2 separate regions of the Mus musculus genome follow, and region 2 is linked to region 1. A link is a contact called in public Micro-C data. All regions are on one chromosome and are shown on one strand. Each heading gives the region's core, a stretch centred on a gene start, on an enhancer-like site or on the middle of the called end of the contact. The rest is flanking DNA. Distances are from core to core; before and after follow the strand shown. Region 1 has its middle 14 kb from the start of Gm25696. Region 2 overlaps Mccc1 (methylcrotonoyl-Coenzyme A carboxylase 1 (alpha)).

Region 1 (5,810 bases), core at 1,599-4,098:
ATGCTCCTGTGAACAATGCCTCACCCTCCTGTGTCACTGTGCAGATGGCAACCTAGGAGGCACCTGTCCAAATCTGCCCTCCCCGCAGCCTTGAGAGGGCTGAATCAGACCTTGTCTATCACAGTCTGTCTAGGGTGTAGTCTTCTGACCGAGGTGAAGTCTATTGTCCTGCCACACCTGCAGCTTCCTGCAAGAAGCCACTACCTGCTGAGCAGCTGAGGTTGTCTTCCTGTTTCTGGCAAAGTGGGGGATGGGTTTCCTCTCTTTATATTCAGACCTTAGAATTAAAACATTGAGCCTTGATCAGAGAACTTTGCCTTGGCTTGTTATTTCTGTCGCCATCCTTCCCATCCATCAACTCCAGCTTTCCTTTTAGGAACCTGTGGCAGCTGGCGGCTACATCTGAAGATAGAAGGAGGCAGGTTCTCACTGCCATCGCTTGTTCAGACTCCACTACTCCTGCAGGTACTCATCCTCGACATTTGTGTGTGCAGCAATACATTTCCCTTTTCTTTTCCATTCAACATTTTTTCAATACAAGGATTTGAACTCAGGGTCTTGCACTTGCTAGGCAAACACTCTACCACTGACCTACAACCCAGCCTGTGTAATTAAATGTCTGATTAACATAGGCAATGCATGATTAGGAGCAGGGTTTTATGAAGATTAATACAATGGCAAATGGAGTGCAGAAAACTATTTCCATGGAAATAGAACAGAAGGAAAAGAAAAGAGAAGAATGTTGGAAAGAGAAAGAGAGCTTGGGAGCAGGGACCAAGGGCCTATGATGTAATCCCAGATGCTCGGGAGGCTCGAGCGGGAAGATCCCCTGAGGTCCAGAGTTTGGGGTCAGTATGGACAGCAAAGCAAACTCTGTGAGTGAGAAAAAGTGCCATTTAATTAACAGTGGATCCGAGGGAGGAGCTTAAGAGGCCACGCCTTTGTTGGGTAGGATGTGATGTACTTTTAAGAGGTGTACCTACTGATGTCTGTGCCACTGTAAACAACCCATAACAGATGCTCATATAAGCAACGCTCATCACATGCAGATGTGTGTGCAAGCACATGTGCGTGCACACACACACAAACACACACACATACACACAAGTTGGGAAGTAGAAAAAGATCGGAAGTATTGGGAGCTCCCTCCCAAGAGAAGGCAATGGGGGTAAATATGAGTAAAATATATAATATGTACTTATAAAATATAATGAAATTTATTATATGAATTTCATAACAACATGTATGCTGTTAATAATAATTATATATATGTTAGTAAAACTTAAAGAAGGTGTTGAGTATTATAACAGGGATGAGAGTTTGAGATGATAACAGGAAAGTCAAATGGAAATATCAGGAGATAGTGAAATGTAGAATAAAAAAGCCCAGTAGGGAATTCAGGATCTAAGTTCTGACGTATAAATGTGTAGCCAAAATGGATCAGAGTGTCAATCAAAGAGTGTGTGTGTTCAGGTGTACAACAGTGAAATGACAGACAGAACAATTTAGAGCAACCAAATAAGGGGAAAACAAAAACAAAAACCAAACCAGGCCTCTGTTAGACATCTAGTCTGAACGCTTAGTGGCTCAGGAGGCCAAGTGATCCGTTTGGAACAGGCCAGTGAGTTAGTACAGCTGTTATAATGTCAAGCAGCTGGAAGACTCAGATGTAGGTGCCATTTTTGTCACAGTGGATGTGGAGAGGAAATGGGTGAGGACCAAGGGGAATGGGTGGAAATTTTGATAAGAAATATCCATTAGAATTGAGAGATAGAGAACCTTTCCAATAGGAGGGCCACCAAGGTAAAGACAGCTGCAACAAAATGGTTGTCTTCTGGTGCACACTGCAGGTCTGCCAGAACTCTGCAAGTGGAAACAGGTTCCCTTTGAAGTGAGGGTGACATAGAGGAAGAAGCTGTGGGTGGAGACCAAGAAGAAGAAGCTGGGTAAAATGTTAATGGAACAGCTTTGCCTAGGCCTTTTGTTTTATTTCTGAGTTTGAAAAGGTAGACAAAGGAGAGAGGTGTGCGTTGGTTCCATAGAATAAGGAAGGAGACAAGGCGGACAGGGTGGAGAATGTAGATGGAGAGCAGGGCAGGACCTTCAGTCCCAGCTTGGCAGAGAATGGGAAAGAGAAAGTGCAGATGTGAGGAGCCTGGAGAGGAGCCAGGGAGCTGGTGACTTTTTTTTTTTCAGCACAGATATGGGGTGCAGGGGTGGGAGTGGGGCCTACTCCATTTACCTGACTCGGGGAATCATATTACTGTTGGACAGCCAGACTGCTTTTTTCCCCATGAGGTGTCACAGGAGATTGCATTGCTGTAAACTGTAAACTGATGTTTGTGCTAGGGAGGTACAAAAGAAAGAAAAAGAGAAGGAAGGAAGGAAGGAAGGAAGGAAAGAAAGAAAGAAAGAAAGAAAGAAAGAAAGAAAGAAAGAAAGAAAGAAAGAAAGGAAGGAAGAAGAGAGAGGCAGGAAGGAAGGAAGAAAGGAAGGAAGAAAGAAAGAAAGGAAGGAAGGAAGGAAGGAAGGAAGGAAGGAAGGAAGGAAGAAAGAAAGAAAGAAAGAAAGAAAGAAAGAAAGAAAGAAAGAAAGAAAGAAAGAAAGGATCCAGTCTGCCTTAGCCACGTAACTCTTACTGAAATGTGTTGAGTACTGATGACAAGGACAACAGAAGGCAGTTCCATCACAGATGACATATATGGCAAAACCAGCGTCACTTATAGAGTCAAAGTACAGACTTAATTGAGGGTGAAGTCAATTTCACAATGTGCTGTGTGATGTGTACTCTTGTCTCAGGAAGCTCCCCCACCCTGGTCAGGGAGAAGTCGCAAGTTCGGTGGGTGTGGTTTACCTCTCTGAGTAACAAATTCAGCTCAACAAGAAGAAAGACCTGTAATGAGTCAGAAGCGCAGTCAGGAGGAAATCTACCCTTAAAGCTCACTACAGACCCAGCTAGCTTTTCAGAAGCAGAACTGGAGAAACCTGTTTTAGAAGCAGCACTGGCCTCCTGATACAGGCTCTTCAGCCTCTCCCTTTCCACAATTTTCCTTTAAGGCAGGTGACTTTTGCCCTGGAAAAACTAGCCACTACCAGTAGTGGTGGGGATGACAGCCCCACCCAAGGTTTCTGCCTTCCCTTTTATCAGTCATTTGCTCTGCAAAGTCCTATAACTCCTCCTTTCCTGGCACTTCCAGTTCCCGGAAGTACTCCTTTTTGGGTCTATAGAAAGAATTTTTAAAAAGGGTGGAGTCAGGACTGGGTGGGCTGCTGAGTGATGTAGGGTAGCACTCTCTGATCTAGAACTCCATCGCTAAAGACACTTCTAAAGAGTGCAGGGCCTCGGGAACTGCAGGCATAGAAGCTCATACTTATAAGGGCAATAGAGTATGGGAGAACGTACTTAGAAAGTAGAATTCTGGGGCCATCTCTAATACCATGGACTCATAGTGACACATTTGTGTGAGAGTCTATGACTATAACACGAAATTACCTATGATCACAGGGTCTTAACAAACTCGGAATTGCTTTTTGGGAAGGGCCAGTACTCCCTCTGGGGTATTTGAAACTGGAGACTTTGTAGTTGCTGAATCTGCTGGAGTGCTCCAGACATTTAGAAGGTGTGGGGCATTTAAGTAACAATACTGCAGAAAAAGAGCTACAGACACAGGGCTGGTACTAGTTGGTTACCATAGATCTAGTAGAACAGAATATTCCCTTCAAGCCTACTAGACCCTATGTTGTTGGCTTTTTTTTTTTTTAAACTTGATGGATCACATTATTTGAAAATACCATTGAATATAGTTGGGCTTAGTATGTGCGAGTAAGACAGGGTCTCAATAAGTTGAGGCCAGCTCAAAGTGGCCTCACACTGACTGTGTAGCTGACCTTGAACTTCTGACTCTCCTGCAGCAATTACAAGCATACACCACGTTGCTCAGTCACACGTGGTTCTGAAGATTAGACTCAGGACTTCCTGCACTCTACGCAAGCTCTTTGCCGACTGAACTACAACCCTAGCCTCAAGTTGTTTACGTCTTTACTAATTGTTTCAGTGCTGTTTTCCAATATGAGAAGCAAGATAAACACCAAGGGGTGGACCCAGAAGTTCTTCTCCTCTCCCTCTGTTCCCCGAGACCCAATCCCAAACCCTGCAACAGTTCACTAGCTGAAGCTCCCTTCCTCCTTCCCCCATTTCCTGTAGATTCCACTGACCACTCCCTCCTAACCCCCACCCCCAAACCTCATCTTAGTATCCCAGCCTCCAACACCGGTGTGCATTCCCTGTGAACATACAAGCAGAGCAGGTCAGGAAAACAGGCAACATGCAGCCATCACACTCCCTGAAAATCCAAAGAGGAAACAGAAACCAAGGAACACAATACCCAGACATAAAAGACAAATCCAGAAAACAGCATCTAGACCTATAATCACCAAAAACCCAGATGTTGACACACTAGCATAAGAACACACTCAACAACAGCCAGGGGCATGGCAATAGCCACGTCTCCATTGGCAGTGAATATTCCAACATAACTGAAGCACAGGAAACAAGTTTAAAATCAAATATATGATGATGATGATGATAGAGATCCATAAAGAGAAAATGAATAAATGCCTTTTAAAAATCCTAAAAAATACAAACACTGGGAAGGAATGAGTAAATTCCTTAAAGGAAACCCAAGAAAATACAAACAGGTGAAGGAAACAAATAAAACTGTTCAAGACCTGAAAATGGAAATGAAAGCAATAAAAAAAAAAAACACAAACTAAGGGAATCCTGGAGATATAAAACCTAGGCAAGTGAGCAGGAACTACAGATGCGAGCATCACCAACAGAATGTAAGAAATGGAAGCGAGAATCTCAGGTGTTGAAGACACAGTAGAAGAAACATTTGGCAAAGAAAATGTTAAATCAAAAAAACTCCTGATAAAAACATCTAGGAAATCTGAGACACTATGAAAAGACCAAACCTAAAAATAAGCAGAGGAAAGGAAGAAGAAACCCAGCCTAAAGACCCAAAAAATATTTTCAACAAAAATCATAGAAAAATTTTTTTCCTAACTTCAAGAATGAGATGCCTATAAAGGTACAAGCATTATATAGAATACCAAGTAGATAGGACCAGAAAAAAAAATGTTCCATCACTACATAATAATCAAAACACTAAATTTACAGAAAAAAGAAGTAATATTAAAAGCCTCTAGGGAAAGAAAGCCAAGCAACATACAAAAGCAGATCTATTAGAATTACCACTGACTTCTCAATGGAGACTCTAAAAGCCAGAAGGGTCTAAGTAGATGTACCGGAAGATTCTCTGTCTTTCCTCCTGGTCCTTCCCTCCCACAATCCTTTCCATCACCCCCTCCCCTTCTCTGAGAGAGTGGAGGGCCCTCCTGGGTACACCCGCCCCCTCTCCTCCCCTCTTGGCACATCAAGTCTCTGCAAGGCTAGGTGCTTCTTCTCCCACTGAGGCCAGACAAGGCAGTAGACTGAGTTAGGGGAACAAATTACACAGACAAGCAACAGCTTTAGGGATAGATCCCACTCCAGTTCTTTGGGACCCACATGAAGATCAAGCTGCACACCTGCTATATATGTGTGGGGAGCCTAGGTCCAGCTCTTTGGTTGAATGCTCTTTAGCTGGTGGTTCAGTCTCTGAGAACCCCCAAGGGTAGAGATTAGTTGATTCTGTTGATCTGTCCCTTTTGAGGCCCTCAGTCCTTCCTCCATCTCTTCCATTAGAGTCCCCAAGCTCCATCTAAGGTTGTAGGTAGAGTCTCTCAGAGGACAGTTATGCTAGCATAAC
Region 2 (6,197 bases), core at 3,399-5,898, 250 kb before region 1:
AGTGCATCTGGCCGGGCGGTGGTGGCGCACGCCTTTAATCCCAGCACTTGGGAGGCAGAGACAGGTGGATTTCTGAGTTCAAGGCCAGCCTGGTCTACAGAGTGAGTTCCAGTATAGCCGGGGCTACAAAGAGAAACCCTGTCTTGAAAAACCAAAAAAAAAAAAAAAAAATGTGCATCTGATGTTGTAATGTTATTGGCACTTTAAGAACACAAATTCCTCATTTGTCAATTACCTTCACCTCCCCTTGGGCCCTGGGCTGCAGGCAAGTAAGCTGTATCACTGTATCTTGTTCTAATCACATTCACATGGCTCTCCTGGAACTCCCTTTGTATCGCAGTGTGTCCTCTAACTCACTGAGGTCCTGAGTAGGGGTTAAAGCTGTGCCACACCACACCCTGGCTGCTCAGCGACTTCTTCAAAATGGAGTTTTGTGGTTCAAACTGCTGAGTTCAGGTGACAGTGCAGATGGCCAGCAGGGTTCAGGGATGCCAGTGAAGCAAACTTCAAGGCTTTCAGATACTTAGTATCTGTCTGAGAGTGATAATGGCACAGAATTCCCCACCGAAGGTGTAATTAGGACCAGTCCCTCTCAGACTTGGATGGAAGCCAGTCTCAAGGGAAAAAAATCCATTAAAGATAAGCCAGTTTGAAAATGGTCTGTGTAATAAGAAATAAGACGATGCATCTCCTAAACCATGAGGTGCATGGTCAACACTTTTTTCTTTTGCAAAAGAAGACAATTAGAACTCAATCAGTTTATCAAAAAGTTTCCGTTTGAAACATAGGAAGGGAAGGGATACCGGGAAACACTTGCATGTGCTTTCGGTAGCCAGGCTCTGACTGCAAAAGCTTGAGGGATTTCCATGGTCAGCGTGGGTGTAGAGACAAACTAAGCCCAATCGGGATAGACACGGGCTGTGGTTTGAAACACCCAAATCACGCCGAAATTAGTTCTGTCTACCCTGGTTCTGTACTATGGTTCCTGACCTTTCCTGGTAGCAGGTTCTGAGGGACAGCCTTATCTCTGTCGTGCGCTTACCTGTTCAGCTCAGAGTCATATTAAGTTACCTATCGTCTTTTCTCCTGTGTCTGTGTTGCTTTCTTGTGTGTGCATGCGTGTGTGTGTGTGTGTGTGTGTGTGTGTGTGTATTTGTGTGTGTGTATGTGTTTTATCTTGAGAAAAAAACTTGTAAAGAGGGAGCAAATGGCCACATAGTCTACATAGTCTCCATTAGCTTTTCCAAGTCGTACTTATTAAGAAGTGAAATGTATTGACTTGGCATATACGAGCTCAAATGGGAAGTATTTAGTAACAGTGAATGAGCACAGCTCTACAGCTTGTGATCTGGGGTCACACAGACCTCCAGTTCTTCTTCATGCCTTCATCTGTCGTGGACTTGGTGGTGAGAGAGACAGCATATTAAGTTGGGCTGCTCACAGCCTTTGTCATGAATGCGAATATAATTCTGAACACCAAGTGAAAATACAAAGATATCTGACTGGGGAACTGAGTATTATATTGTAAATGAAAACAGTTTCTTACCAGTAAGAAACGTAGGTTTTCGTGGCATTAAACACCAATTTTTAGAAATTAACTATCAAATAGGCTTTCTCCACTTAAAACTCTAGAGCCCATGAACATTAATAGATTGTCCCCAAGCTGACTCTTTTGTCTGGTCTATGCCCGTCTTACCTAGGACTTAAGGGGATGGACAGCCATCTTTTTTATTTGCCTGCCTTACAGACCCAGATGTTCAGGGTATAAGCAAGACCATTGACCTTCACCATAGGTCTGTTCGCCGGTTTTTAACATGCACTTTCATAAGAAGCACTATTTTGTCACCAGATTGCAGCAGGAGAGAAGATTCCTTTGAGCCAGGAAGAAATCCCTCTGCAGGGCCATGCCTTTGAGGCTAGAATCTATGCAGAAGACCCTGACAATAACTTCATGCCAGGGGCTGGACCGTTGGTTCATCTCTCTACCCCTTCGGCAGACATGTCTACGAGGATTGAAACTGGAGTCCGGCAAGGTAACATTAAATAAGGTCAAAGCCAGCACTCTGATTAAACTCTTGCTGCTTTTCTCTAAGATGAGACTGTACTGTTTTGCCCAGATTGGATTTAATCTCCAGGACTCAGGTGAGTCCGATCCCAGCACTTGCGAGGCAGAGGCAGGTGGATTTCTGAGTTCGAGGCCAGCCTTGTCTACAAAGTGAGTTCCAGGACAGCCAGGGCTATACAGAGAAACCCTGTCTTGAAAAACCAAAACCAAAACCAAAGAAAAAAAAAAAAACCCAAACCTATAAATCTCACCACCATACCCGGATTCAGCTATATTATCACTGTGCGTGCTCTTGATTTGCACATTATTTATCTAATTACTTTGTGGGTTGGGCAGGTTGGTGTATGTGGGCCCAGAGGATTGAAGGCTTGAAAGCTCAGAATGGAAATAAGTTTAACAAGAGAGGGTTGGACTTTGCCTTGACCTCCGAACAGAGAAAGGAAAAAAAAAAAGGCTGAAGAAAGCCAGCCTTTGTGTCACTGCATAATATGTGTCACATGAGAAAGTCTGGTACTCTCAGTGACTAATCCCTGTTAGATTTTAGACAAGTTTTTAAATCCCTCTTGAGTCATGGTTTCCTCGAAAATAAAATGGTGCCGAGGGCACCTGCCATGCAGGGATTGGGGAGGGCTGGGCGTGAGGTGACAGGAAGCACATCTTGCTCAGCTTTGCTTCAATCCTCAGAGATCTGATTTTGACAGCTTACAGTGCCTCTTGATTCCAGGAGATGAAGTCTCGGTGCATTACGATCCCATGATCGCAAAGCTCGTTGTGTGGGCCTCAGACCGCCAGTCAGCCCTGTCGAAGCTGAGGTACTGCCTTCATCAGTACAACGTGAGTGAGCTGAGGCCAGAGGCCTGATGTTAGCACCTCAGCCCTACGTTCCTGTGTGTCAGACACACGCAGTTCTTCAGGGGGCAGTTCTCCAAGACCAGTGTGTGCGGGCTTTGAGCGCTTCTTTATTTCAGTTGGAAAACAAAGGATCGTAGAGATAAAACCAGTAATGTCCCCACTGCGTTCCAGTGAAGTCCCAGTCATCTGTGAATAAGCCAACTATAGGAATGAGTCTAATCAGTGTTCTTTAAAAAACATTTGAAGCCGGGCGTGGTGGCAACACCTTTAATTCCCAGCACTCGGGAGGCAAAGGCAGGCGGATTTCTGAGTTCGAGGTCAGCCTGTTCTACAAAGTGAGTTCTAGGACAGCCAGGGCTACACAGAGAAACCCTGTCTTGAAAAACCACAAAAAAAAAAACAAAAAAAAACAAAAACAAAAACAAAACATTTGATCTTCATTTTCAGCCATGGATCAGAGGTGGGTTTTTTGTTGTTTTTGTTTTCTGGTTTTGTTTTTTTTTTGTCTTTTGGGTTTTTTTTTTTTTTTTTTTTGTATCACATTAATTTTTGTGGTACATAAGTTCCAACCACCTTAACTTCATTCACTTCATGGAAGAATTTATAACACATAATTTAAAAATTATCCTGTTTGATTTATCCATGTAAAAGCTGCAATTTCTAAGGCTCTATCACTGTGGCCACACCTGCAGTTCCTTCAGTGGGTCAATGTGGAGAAGCGCTCTTGTTTCCCTTTTAGTCCATCCTCACCCCATCCATCCTGTGTGCTGACTGTCCTCGGTCAGCTTCCTCAGGGTTCATTGTCCCATTCAGAACAGGACACTGTATGTTCTCTGTCACCTCAGCCAGTCTCAGCCTCGGTCAGGGCCCTGTGAAGGCAGGGGCTGCATCTGTGTTGCCTCTCACTGTCCCCAGAGGCTGTGTCAGAACCTGGCACCGACAGCAGCTCAGGGAATGAAGTAGGAGGGTGGCTGGGTGAGCCGATGCATGAACCCAACGCCATCGCTACCTCCATCTTTAGTCCTTTTACTTTGAGGAGAGAATTCAAGATGGTATTGCTCTTTATTTTTTTGTTTAATTTTTATATCCATATCTAAACCTTGGGTTTCAGCTGGAAGGCGACTTCTCTCAGGCTGCTTACTCTTGTTCCCTCTCCAGCATCACGATCCTTCCTGCTGCATTTGCGGGCATCCTATTTTGTGGAATGCTCTAAATGAAAATCTGGTCTCTTGCAAATATATCTCATGTCTGGTTTTTTAACTTTCATCATTTTCCCAGCATAAGCCAGTTAACCCCCTTCCTGCGGTACTATGTCCTATAGCCTGTTTCTCTTGTGAAGCCACATTTTGAAGTGTAGGTCCAGATGTGCAATGATCGATCGCCTTTCTGCACGTGACACCTTGGTAGGTCATAGAGCGGACGGACGCCTTCCTGAATGTGTTGTCCTCTATGCTCAGCAGGGCCCTGGGTTTGCTTCTCTTCCCAGATTGTCGGCTTGCGCAGCAACGTGGACTTCCTGCTCCGGCTCTCCGGCCACCCAGAGTTTGAGGCTGGGAACGTGCACACGGACTTCATCCCTCAGCACCACAAGGACCTGCTGCCGAGTCACAGCACTATAGCCAAAGAGTCTGTGTGCCAGGCAGCTCTGGGGCTCATCCTCAAAGAGAAAGAAATGACCAGCGCTTTTAAACTCCACACTCAAGGTACCGAGCGCGCCTTTCTTCCCTGGCCGTGTTCTCTGACTCAGCAAGAAACGCGCTTCTGTTTCTGTGACGTTCTTGCCTCTCCAGCCTCCAGGGACTGATTATTTTCTGAAGATGTTTTGGGGGTTTTTCTTTTTGTCTTTCTTTCTTGTGTGTGTGTCTGTTATAAAAGAAACATTCATATATCCTGAGTACATAAGCATACGTGCATATATCACAAGTGTACACATAAGCACTTGCTCCATGAATGCCTAGCATTGCAGAAATGGGTCTCTGCAATCGCTCGTTCCTTCTGTATCTCATGGTGACCTCTGCTGGCCGTGTGCATTCATTACTCCTGTGGCTTGCTTCACCATACCTGCCCTACCTACCGCAGTGCCCTTGGTCGAAGGATGGAACATTGGAGAATCAGACTCCTAAGCGTGAGCCACACTTCATTGTTAAGTTTCTTCTTCCCCTGTGTTTCCATCTTGTGATTGAATTTCTGTCTGAATGGAAGTTTGGGCCCTTCAGGGTGTCAGAGGATGCACCGCGGGAAGATTGTCATGGTTTGCACACAAAGGCTCCTTCTCCAGCATGCTCTCAATGGTTTCCCAACTTCTGGCATCAGTTACCTCAGAGGATGGCTTACAGCTTCAGTCAGCTGTGCACTGAAAGGTCTCTCCCTCTAAACTAATAAAACAGAGACTCTCTCTCTCTCTCTCTCTCTCTCTGAAACCCACCCCACAGTATTTACTCAGGATAATGCCGAGCATTGGAGTAAACATAATTCTTAAATCTACTTATTTTTTTGTTATTAGAATCATAATTTTTTGTTTTATTTTCTCTGTATGCGGATTTTGCCTGCATCTAGGTCTGTGCTTTATATGCATGCAGTGCCTATGGAAGCCAGAAGAGGGCATCATATACCCTAGCACTGGACCTATGGATGGTTGTAAACCTCCATCTATCTGGGAGTTGGAAGAGCAGCTCCTGCCGTTAGCCATTAAGCCATCCATCTCTTTAGCCCCAAGATTATTATATATGCTCCTGCTTCCTATCAATAACAACAGGGTTCAATTGTTCGCATCTTTGATTTTTAGCTTTATTCATAGTCTTTCTATCGAAAGTGTAAAGAATATAACTGCGTCTTTAGGTTTGTAAAGTGTCACAGTTACAGGCTTCACACTCAATGGCTTCGGTTTAGTTGTACCACAGCCTCTGGGTTGTGCCCAGCAGAGCTTGTATGCGCAGCACGAGGAGCTGGGCCAGTGACACAGAGGCACAGCGAAAGGGAGACCTCTGTGCCACCAGAGGACAAGGGCTGAGTCGCAGATACTCATCTTCCAGAGAAGCTGGGACTTCTCAGATAAAAGTCTCTGAGACACAAGTGGAAGCAACTAGCTTACTTACGAAGTAGAGCACACATCTGAGCTGCCAACCAAGGACCCGTGGGTTACATTCACCTTTGTACATGTTTGGGGGGCTTGATACTTGTAATTTTGTTGTTGTATTTTAAATCTTTTCTAGATCAATTCTCTCCGTTTTCATTCAGCAGTGGGAGAAGACTGAATATCTCTTACACCAGGAACATGACT

Evidence for each region. A called contact is a pair of places that touch in the nucleus more often than the background predicts.
Region 2: a contact with region 1 is called in a Micro-C map of embryonic stem cells, with 2.8 times the contacts expected there. The contact joins two enhancer-like sites. A contact is called at or near these places in 2 of 39 promoter capture datasets (cranial neural crest and pre-B cells), 1 of 15 datasets of contacts at CTCF or cohesin (large pre-B cells), 1 of 484 Hi-C or Micro-C datasets (embryonic stem cells), 5 of 115 datasets of contacts at active chromatin or transcription factors (the 230-238 cell line, embryonic stem cells, epiblast stem cells and 1 more) and 3 of 9 other capture datasets (adipose tissue, liver and pancreatic islet).

The regions. Positions count from the first base shown.
Region 1 is chr3:35,718,124-35,723,933 of GRCm38.p6, reverse strand. No RefSeq gene overlaps it. Among named protein-coding and RNA genes, the nearest start is that of Gm25696, 14 kb to the left of the region's middle. Within about 2 kb of position 2,848, at least 134 of the 459 cell types and tissues checked have an H3K27ac peak or open chromatin away from gene starts, as enhancers often do. A contact at or near this core is called in embryonic stem cells, where this site is marked.
Region 2 is chr3:35,972,497-35,978,693 of GRCm38.p6, reverse strand. Mccc1 (methylcrotonoyl-Coenzyme A carboxylase 1 (alpha)) reads left to right here. Exons shown (of 19, transcript NM_023644.4): 11 at 1,850-2,033; 12 at 2,790-2,899; 13 at 4,404-4,620; 14 at 6,130-6,197. Among named protein-coding and RNA genes, the nearest start is that of Mccc1os, 24 kb to the left of the region's middle. Within about 2 kb of position 4,648, at least 5 of the 459 cell types and tissues checked have an H3K27ac peak or open chromatin away from gene starts, as enhancers often do. A contact at or near this core is called in embryonic stem cells, where this site is marked.